Regions from separate parts of the Mus musculus genome. Here region 2 is linked to region 1. Evidence: chromatin contacts called from public Hi-C data. All regions are on one chromosome and are shown on one strand. The core of a region is the stretch at or near the end of the contact, and the rest is flanking DNA. Distances in the headings are between cores, read along the strand shown. Region 1 overlaps Dgki (diacylglycerol kinase, iota). Region 2 overlaps Creb3l2 (cAMP responsive element binding protein 3-like 2).

The links. Hi-C and Micro-C count contacts between places; a contact is called where the count stands out from the background.
Region 2: a contact with region 1 is called in a Hi-C map of tail fibroblasts, with 9 times the contacts expected there. The contact joins two enhancer-like sites. A contact is called at or near these places in 2 of 39 promoter capture datasets (embryonic stem cells and hippocampal neurons), 6 of 15 datasets of contacts at CTCF or cohesin (the NIH/3T3 cell line, embryonic stem cells, large pre-B cells and 2 more), 183 of 484 Hi-C or Micro-C datasets (the 3T3-L1 cell line, 3T3-L1-derived adipocytes, B cells and 86 more), 22 of 115 datasets of contacts at active chromatin or transcription factors (the NIH/3T3 cell line, T-cell acute lymphoblastic leukemia, Th17 cells and 16 more) and 2 of 9 other capture datasets (embryonic stem cells and embryonic tail).

What each region holds. Positions count from the first base shown.
Region 1 is chr6:37,052,581-37,056,985 of GRCm38.p6, reverse strand. The region is part of intron 10 of Dgki (diacylglycerol kinase, iota); the gene reads left to right. Among named protein-coding and RNA genes, the nearest start is that of Gm52857, 150 kb to the right of the region's middle. Within about 2 kb of position 2,300, at least 19 of the 459 cell types and tissues checked have an H3K27ac peak or open chromatin away from gene starts, as enhancers often do. A contact at or near this core is called in the N1E-115 cell line and tail fibroblasts, where this site is marked.
Region 2 is chr6:37,348,997-37,353,205 of GRCm38.p6, reverse strand. The region is part of intron 8 of Creb3l2 (cAMP responsive element binding protein 3-like 2); the gene reads left to right. Among named protein-coding and RNA genes, the nearest start is that of Dgki, 51 kb to the right of the region's middle. Within about 2 kb of position 1,290, at least 24 of the 459 cell types and tissues checked have an H3K27ac peak or open chromatin away from gene starts, as enhancers often do. A contact at or near this core is called in the N1E-115 cell line and tail fibroblasts, where this site is marked.

The DNA of each region.
Region 1 (4,405 bases), core at 1,051-3,550:
GAATATCTTTCCGACGTGTCCTTATTTTTTCTTGTTAGAGTTTAACCTGACTCTTTTGTCCCTGTCCTGGGGACAGGAACAACGAGAGCTCATTTGTCACAGCGATTGTAAACAAGTACCTCAAGGCCAGAGAAAACAATCGGTTTCTAAAGACTCCATTATCTCATCTGCTCTCTGTCCAGCTCCTCCAGGGTACCTTAACATTAACCCCAGTTAAGAACACAAAGATGTCCTTACAGAAGATAGTGGCATCCCACAGCAACCTCACTCTGTGAGGCCACCATTGGTTTTCTCTGTAATACAGTCTTTTATCTTTTGATTCATTTCTCGTCCTGCTTCCCGGGGCTTCCTGTTAAGGCTCTTCTGTGGGCTTTGATTTTCCATTATTTTCTTGGGAATTTGGATGCAGAACTTATCTTTTTTCTGACCATTAAGTGTACACTTTACCCTTTGAGAAAAGACTCTTTGAAGTTTCACTATTAACAAGTAGAGATCTGAGCTTCTTTGATGGCCTACATGATGAAAGATGTCATGTCATTAGGGTTTTGTCTGAGTCTTCCAAATGACGTCACCATTGCTAAAATCATGGTCATTTCTCAGGATGAACTGGTTACAGGGTAACTTGTCGCAGGAGAGCCTATGGTTTCAAAGAAACCTCTGGTCTCCTCCTTCTTCAAGACGCCTGATCACTCAAAAGGTTAAAAACCAATTTCAGTACTATGGAGAACAGGGAAAACCGCTATTCTAACAAACAATGTATTTTCTGCACCCTTCACTTTCCTGTCTGTGAGTGGTGATGTCCTTCCTCGTCTAAGGTGTGGTTCTACTGTAATACTGGAGAAGAACCTAGTGAAGGGTTTCTTAGGGTTGATGTTCAGTTTCCCCTGACACACCCACTCAAGGACTGGCCTCCTTGTAGCCTAACAAGGGTGATGCAGTTGAAAATCCAGAAAATGATCAAAGTATTTGCAATCAGTTTCCTGGGTTTGGTAGTCTGAGCACTGCAGGCTAGTTACCATCTACTAAATTGTATCAGGGCTCTCCCTACATAACTCATGGTTTTTGAGTAGCCCAAGCTGGCTTTGAGCTCCCCGGATAGTCAAGAATAACTTGAACACATGACCCTCTCCCTTCTGAGGATTACATCATGTGCCACTAGGCCCAGTTAATACAACCCAAGGTTTCATGTGTACTGGCAAGCACTCCACCAGCTGAGCTGCACCCCAGCCCTGAAGTGGGTTCATTGATCACGCTACCCCCTCCTCTGTATGTGCTTTTCGGTTTTCCTTTCCTTTGTGAGGCTTGCAAGCCACTGTACAGCCCTGTTCCTGTTCCAGTCTCTGTGAATTAATAATGACAGAAGGCTTCAGACGTTATCTAAAGACTGCTTCTCAGTTCACAGAGGACTCACAGATCAAAGCTAAGTGAATTTGGAGGAAATCTTTTTTCTTAGGGACAGGAAAGGAGTCAGTGGGGCTGGGGTGAGGGTGGGTAAATTAGGTGACATTTGTCTTGTCTTCCAAACTGAGCACATTAGACCCGGAAGAGGGGTTCTGTGTAACTACTCGGAGAGGGAATCTGAGAGGAAAGTCCCCTCTTTTCTCTGACACGGGAAATTTCTGGTCATCCTTCAAGGCTCACCGGTGCCTTTTTAAACCACTTTCAAAATCAGTCACCCTCTCACTGTGTTCTAAGGCCCTGAGGTGCACCGGTCTCTCAGGGATGATAGAGGTCATGTTCTCTGGGCTTGTGTTCTCTCTGAGTGTAGGTGTCAGAGTACTGGGGGAATTTTGAGAGCATGGAGCATAGTAAACTAACAATTGTACAGTGAGAGATACAAACATCAGAGCAGATGCTACGATGCATGTTCCGTGTTTCGATGACACTGCTGTGAAGGGAACATGCAGAAAAAAAAAAAGGAAATGTGATTGGATAAAGGTGTCCAGCCCGTTTAAAAATGCCTTAAAACTTGGGTTTGTGCCATGGAAACTGTATTTAAGTATTTTGGTTTTCGAATTCTTTTTGTTTATGAACAGCAACAGCAAGGTGACATGGCTAATTTTAGTGTGCAGATAGTCTCCTGGAAGCCTGTTAAGGCAGAGGGGACATCTCAGTAAGTCTTGATGGCCAGGAGTATCCAGGTAGGACCTCTCATTCCTCACATGTTCTCGATGCTGTATCTGCTAGGAGATAGATCTCGATGATGCCTCTGCTAGGAGATAGATCTAGCTGCCCGACCAGGGCTTCCTAAGATGGGTGGGCATATTCTGATTTTTGTAGTTTAACAATATTTCACTCGTCTTACTCCTCTGACTCATTTCCTCTCTGAAGAGCAGGCTCCAAAACCACTTTTAAACTTGCATTAGTCTGAAGTAAACAACTAGATGATATCGCCATCTAGTGGTGAGGAGGAAAACTGTCTCTTGTTCCCTCATTTAGACTTGAAAAAAAAAATTCAATATTTTGAAGGATTATATTGGGCTAAACATACTCCAGGGCTGTTTCTGTTAAACAACACTTCCATTTAAACTTCACACTAGTTGTTTCTATTTATCCTGCCCCATCCGTGTACACATGACACTGGTATTCAGTAAAGGTTTAGACACCGGTTGTACTGTTGCCACCAGAAATATTTGAGGAGAAAGGTATTGGGTCCAGGCATTAAAATATCAGCTTTGAAGTACTCTCTCTCCCTGTGGGAGGGAGACGGAAGGTAGGATGAAAAGTTTTCTCCATCACAATCCCCTCCTCTGTGTGGGAAGTTGGGAAGGCTGGGCGCATCTCACTCCTATGACATACCTCCGCTGTTTACTGAGTCCAGAGACTCTTTCTCATGTTACCTCATATAAATTCACAGATGCGCAGATGTTAACCACTAGAATGGGTCTATGCAGTCCTGAGAGTCAAGGGATTCTCTGCTCACACTGTCCAGTATGGAGTTCCAAGGCAGATGTGTGGAGGAAACTACATTCTTAGACCGGAGCTCTGGGTACTGACATGAGTGGGAAGCTGCTGGTGGATAGATTTATGTTGGCTGAGTTTATGCCACTCTCTGTGAACCAGTGTCCCCCAGATAGCCACCCTCTTAAGTCAGGGCCAAGTATATCAATAGAGACGTAGGGAACAGATGAAAGACTCTGACTGAGAAACAAATTCCATAAACTGTCTCTGAAATACTTGCATTGCCTCAGTGCAGGCATTAGATTTTGAAGTGCTGAAAACGTTTTAGTCTGGAGCTAAATACAACTTTATTGTTTTCTACAAATTTAGGCTTCTAAGGGTCAGATTGGTTTGGAGAGACAGCCCAGGGTTAGTAAGTAATTAATGAGGGCCCTGGCAAGACTCCCAAGGGTACCCAGTCAAGAGTACCCAATCACATGATCTCTACATTGTTCAATAGTCAGTAAGTTATTATACCTGGGAATGGAACAGGAATTCATGAGCACTGTCCCCACCCCCCAACTCCCATTCAAGAAAACCAGACATGGGTATAAAAGCTGCAGGCCTTATGTTTGGCATGCAGCATATGAGAACTGTCACGTGCTTGCTGGTGACAGTTGTGTAAATGACTGAGTAGATTTCATGACTCCTTTCCAGTGTATCCCATTTGTGTGACCAGTAACCCCCATTTCATTCATTGACTCTGGGAGAGCACTAAAGTAGCTTATCTCAGTGTTAGAGGCAGTTTGGTAGGTCTTATTTAAATGTGTGAGTGTTTAACTTTACGAGCGTCTAGCTTGCATGCCCCACTCACCTGGGTTGCTTTAAAGAAATGATTTTGTTCAAATTCTTTTCATACCATATTATGGAAATGAAGTGTGTGTGTGTGTGTGTGTGTGTGTGTGTGTGTGTGTATGAGAGAGAGAGAGAGAGAGAGAGAGAGAGAGAGAGAGAGAGAGAGAGAGAGAGAGAACACGTATTTGATGGCTTCCTCAGTCACTTTCCTTGGTCTTTCTTTGATAGCAGAGTCCCTGACTGAACTTGGAGCTCACTAATTTGTCTGGACTGGGTGGCCAGCAAGCTCCAGGAGTGTGGCTGTCTCTACCTCCCCGGTGTTGAGGTTCTAGGTGTGTGCCTGTCTTTTTAAGTGTGTGCTGGGGATTAAAACTCAGCATCTTGATCCTTCCATAGCCAGTTCTTTATTCCCTCTCCAACCCTGCACCACTGTTTAATGGATGTTAAGTCTACTCCTGCTTAGAAGAAACCAAGCACTGTTGCATAGGTTATTTCTGCTCAAGTCCAGGGCTGCTGGCCCAATAGACTGAGCCGAGAACAAACTCTTTGGGGGGCACAGAAGGAACAACTTGCCAGGCTTTGTTGACATTCCTTGTTGGAAGGATACATTAAGATATTAGGAGTTCCAGTGAACACAAGTTTAAAACGAGCAAAACTGAAACCATGCAGC
Region 2 (4,209 bases), core at 41-2,540, 300 kb before region 1:
AAGAAATGTTTAAAAGGGGCTTAGAGCAGAATAAGTAAAGTCCCTAAGCCTGATTCTCCTGGAAATGAGTTTTAGGGCTGGACAGGGAGGCACTGGGATGTAGCGTTATTTAATTCTAGTCACGATCATGCTTATTAGTTTAAAAAGGCAGCATGGTTTTATAAGCCTGCTTTGAAAAAATTAGTGATTTACATTTCAGTCCCATTTTGAAAAATTAGCTGTGGCTCTTAACTGATGAATTCTTTTGACGTTTTCTATGTCGGTCACTGTTTGGGCACACTGTAGATCTTAACTCACTAATTCTCAGGAGATGGTGTGAGATTATCCCTGTTACATAGATAAGTAAGGTCCCAGGACCCAGGGGACTTGCCCAGGAACACTCACCAGCTTAATCCCGTGAATTTCCGTAGAGAAGTATCCTATTGGGTGTAACTCTGGTTCAGGAGCAAGGGGTTTGGATGTGGTAAGACACTTCACCTCTGATCCAGAATGTGTGTTCATGGGCTCACATGGTACTCACTTGTGTTCTGAAAATGCCCAGAGTCAAAGAATCCTGTCACCCTTAGTAAAGTATAGGCCCACTGAATTATAGGTCCAATACATCATGCAGATTAAAAACTTCATTTGGAGCTAAGAAAATACGAATCAGCCATTACGGGGTCAGCATTAATGCCTACTAACAAAATGTCAAAGGCTACACGGTCTGATTAGATCTCTTCACATGCTTTCAACAGCAGCTTTTACATTTGAAGTCCGAGTCCTGTACCTCTGTAGGTTTTTGTTACAACAGCAGGCTGAGGACTTGAACTGTTGTCTGTGGCCATCAGCTTAGTTCCATCTTGGTAATCCGGAAGAGCACTCAGGTGCCCTTTGCCTGACTCCTGTGTCCTCAGACCTCCAGACAAGCTCGTCCTCTCCTTTCCCTGACGTTACCCCACCACCCCTCCCCCACCCGATGGAACTTCCTCCATCAGGATTCTGGTTTTGCTGCTCTTCCCTGCCCCTCCCCCATCTTCTGCTGAGTCCCCATCTCCATCCGACCACCTTCTGACCAGCAGAGGTGACTTCAAGGCTCTTTTGGCTCTTTGAATCCTGCATCTCAGCCACTTCCTTAGCGTTTGGTCTCTAGCCCTTCCCTTGCTGCAGTGGATGCTCTGTGTATGAACTGATTTGGCCCTGAGCTGGGGAACAGGTAGGAATCCTGTCAGCATTATCCTTTCAGTTTGTGTCCTGGGGCCTGTCTGTCCCGGCTCTGCTGTTAGGCCTCCTGTTGGCCACACGGGTGCAGCAAAGCCTCATCGGGGCTGTTCTGGGACCAAGAAGTCTGTTGAGGAGGAGGGCTCACAGGCCACTTGGCCTGGGAAGAGGTCTCCTCCCCTCTCCATCTGGTGGCACTTGGCTTTGTTTTATTTATTCCTTGATTATCATGAACATTTAAAACTTTCTCCCTGTTTTCGCTTCCCAAGTGCTGGGATTTCGGGTGTGCACCCTCACAACCAGACTGGAACGTTTTGTTTTTGTTTTTGTTTTTTAGTTTTGCTTGTTGGTTTAAGTCAGGTATCCACACATCCAAAAGTTGAAATCGGCAAAGCGTCCACTGAAAGCCCTCGGCAAAGCGTCCACTGAAAGCCCTCTTATCTTTAACATACAGATTTTCTTCCATGTCTGTATTTCTTAGTACAGAGTCCAGCCAGTCATCCCACTGGCCTCCAAGCCCGGCATTCCTGTGGTGCCTGTTAGACAGGCCCGTGTTTACTGTGGAATGCTTTGCCTAGTTCTGAGTTTCCTATGACTTCCTTTTGAGTCCCCGCATCCTCCTCAGGAGGTGTGTAAACACTCATCTTCTGCTTATCATCAGTTTCTAGTAATTACCTAGATAGATCAATACATAAGGAATTTAGAAACAGCTCTACAGACTCCAATCATTTCTTCTTCAGTTATTAGCGGGGCATTTATATTTAATAAAGTTGTGGAGGATTTATGCATGTATGTGCATGTGGCTGGGGAAGGAATGGAGGCCAGCAAATTGAAATCTATGTCTTGTCTATTGTTCTCCCTCTGTTTTCCTATGGAGTCGACCCTGTAGACTTGGCATTTCTGTAGACTGGCTGTTCAGGACTGGCTGTCCTCATTCCCTATCACTCCCAACTCCAGTGCTGAGCTACCTAGAGCATATGGCCACACCTGTCTTTTAAAGGAGCATCAGCTCTCCATACTCTTCATGCTTGCATAGTAGGCCCTTTGCCCTTGGGCTTGAACCATGAGGTGATGTATGTCTATAATCCCACTGGTGGGAAGCCAGAGACAAATGGGTCCCTGGGCTCACTGACCAGTCAGCCTAGCCTAACTGATGAGCTTAGGCCAGTGAGAACTTGTCTAAAAAAGCGAGACGGACATCTTCTGAGGATGACACCTCTGGCACACACACACACACACATGCGCGCACACACACACACACACACACTCAACATATAAAGAATACATATGTAAACCTCAAAATTCTTTGATTTGGATCTATTATTACTTTCTGGGATACTCCGTATATGTGTGTGTGTGTGTGTGTGTGTGTGTATTATGCATATTTCTTAATTAAAAACTTTTCATTGAACAACGTACACTGGACTTGTTCTCCATGAATATGTTTACTGAATCCTCGTCTGAAACGGTTTCATAACTCCCTCCGGACGCTGGTCTTTGGCCCTTCCCCAGCAGTGGCTGACAGTGAGTATAGTCAGGGCTAGTATTTTGGCACTGGACAAAGCAGAAAGGGTTCTGCTTTTTTTTTTTTCTTTTTCTTTTTCTTTTTTCTTTTTTCAGAAACCATAAAATCTTAGCGGTTTATTTATTCATTCATTCCTACCGTTGTCAGTTGCCTATAAGGGAAGCATGCAAGGATAATTGTTTATAATCATAAAAACAACACATTTGAACATCATAACTGCAATATGTATTTCCCTATTATTATAAATCATTTTGTAATTTGATGCACTGTGGTTATTTTCTAACATACTTCTCATAGACTTTTTTTTTCCATTTTTTATTAGGTATTTAGCTCATTTACATTTCCAATGCTATACCAAAAGTCCCCCATACCCACCCACCCCCACTCCCCTACCCACCCACTCCCCCTTTTTGGCCCTGGCGTTCCCCTGTACTGGGGCATATAAAGTTTGCGTGTCCAATGGGCCTCTCTTTCCAGTGATGGCCGACTAGGCCATCTTTTGATACATATGCAGCTAGAGTCAAGAGCTCCGGGGTACTGGTTAGTTCATAATGTTGTTCCGCCTATAGGGTTGCAGATCCCTTTAGCTCCTTGGCTACTTTCTCTAGCTCCTCCACTGGGAGCCCTGTGATCCATCCATTAGCTGACTGTGAGCATCCACTTCTGTGTTTGCTAGGCCCCGGCATAGTCTCACAAGAGACAGCTACATCTGGGTCCTTTCAATAAAATCTTGCTAGTGTATGCAATGGTGTCAGCGTTTGGATGCTGATTATGGGGTGGATCCCTGGATATGGCAGTCTCTACATGGTCCATCCTTTCATCTCAGCTCCAAACTTTGTCTCTGTAACTCCTTCCATGGGTGTTTTGTTCCAAATTCTAAGGAGGGGCATAGTGTCCACACTTCAGTCTTCATTCTTCTTGAGTTTCATGTGTTTAGCAAATTGTATCTTATATCTTGGGTATCCTAGGTTTGGGGCTAATATCCACTTATCAGTGAGTACATATTGTGTGAGTTCCTTTGTGAATGTGTTACCTCACTCAGGATGATGCCCTCCAGGTCCATCCATTTGGCTAGGAATTTCATAAATTCATTCTTTTTAATAGCTGAGTAGTACTCCATTGTGTAGATGTACCACATTTTCTGTATCCATTCCTCTGTTGAGGGGCATCTGGGTTCTTTCCAGCTTCTGGCTATTATAAATAAGGCTGCTATGAACATAGTGGAGCATGTGTCCTTCTTACCGGTTGGGTCATCTTCTGGATATATGCCCAGGAGAGGTATTGCTGGATCCTCCGGTAGTACTATGTCCAATTTTCTGAGGAACCGCCAGACTGATTTCCAGAGTGGTTGTACAAGCCTGCAATCCCACCAACAATGGAGGAGTGTTCCTCTTTCTCCACATCCACGCCAGCATCTGCTGTCACCTGAATTTTTGATCTTAGCCATTCTGACTGGTGTGAGGTGGAATCTCAGGGTTGTTTTGATT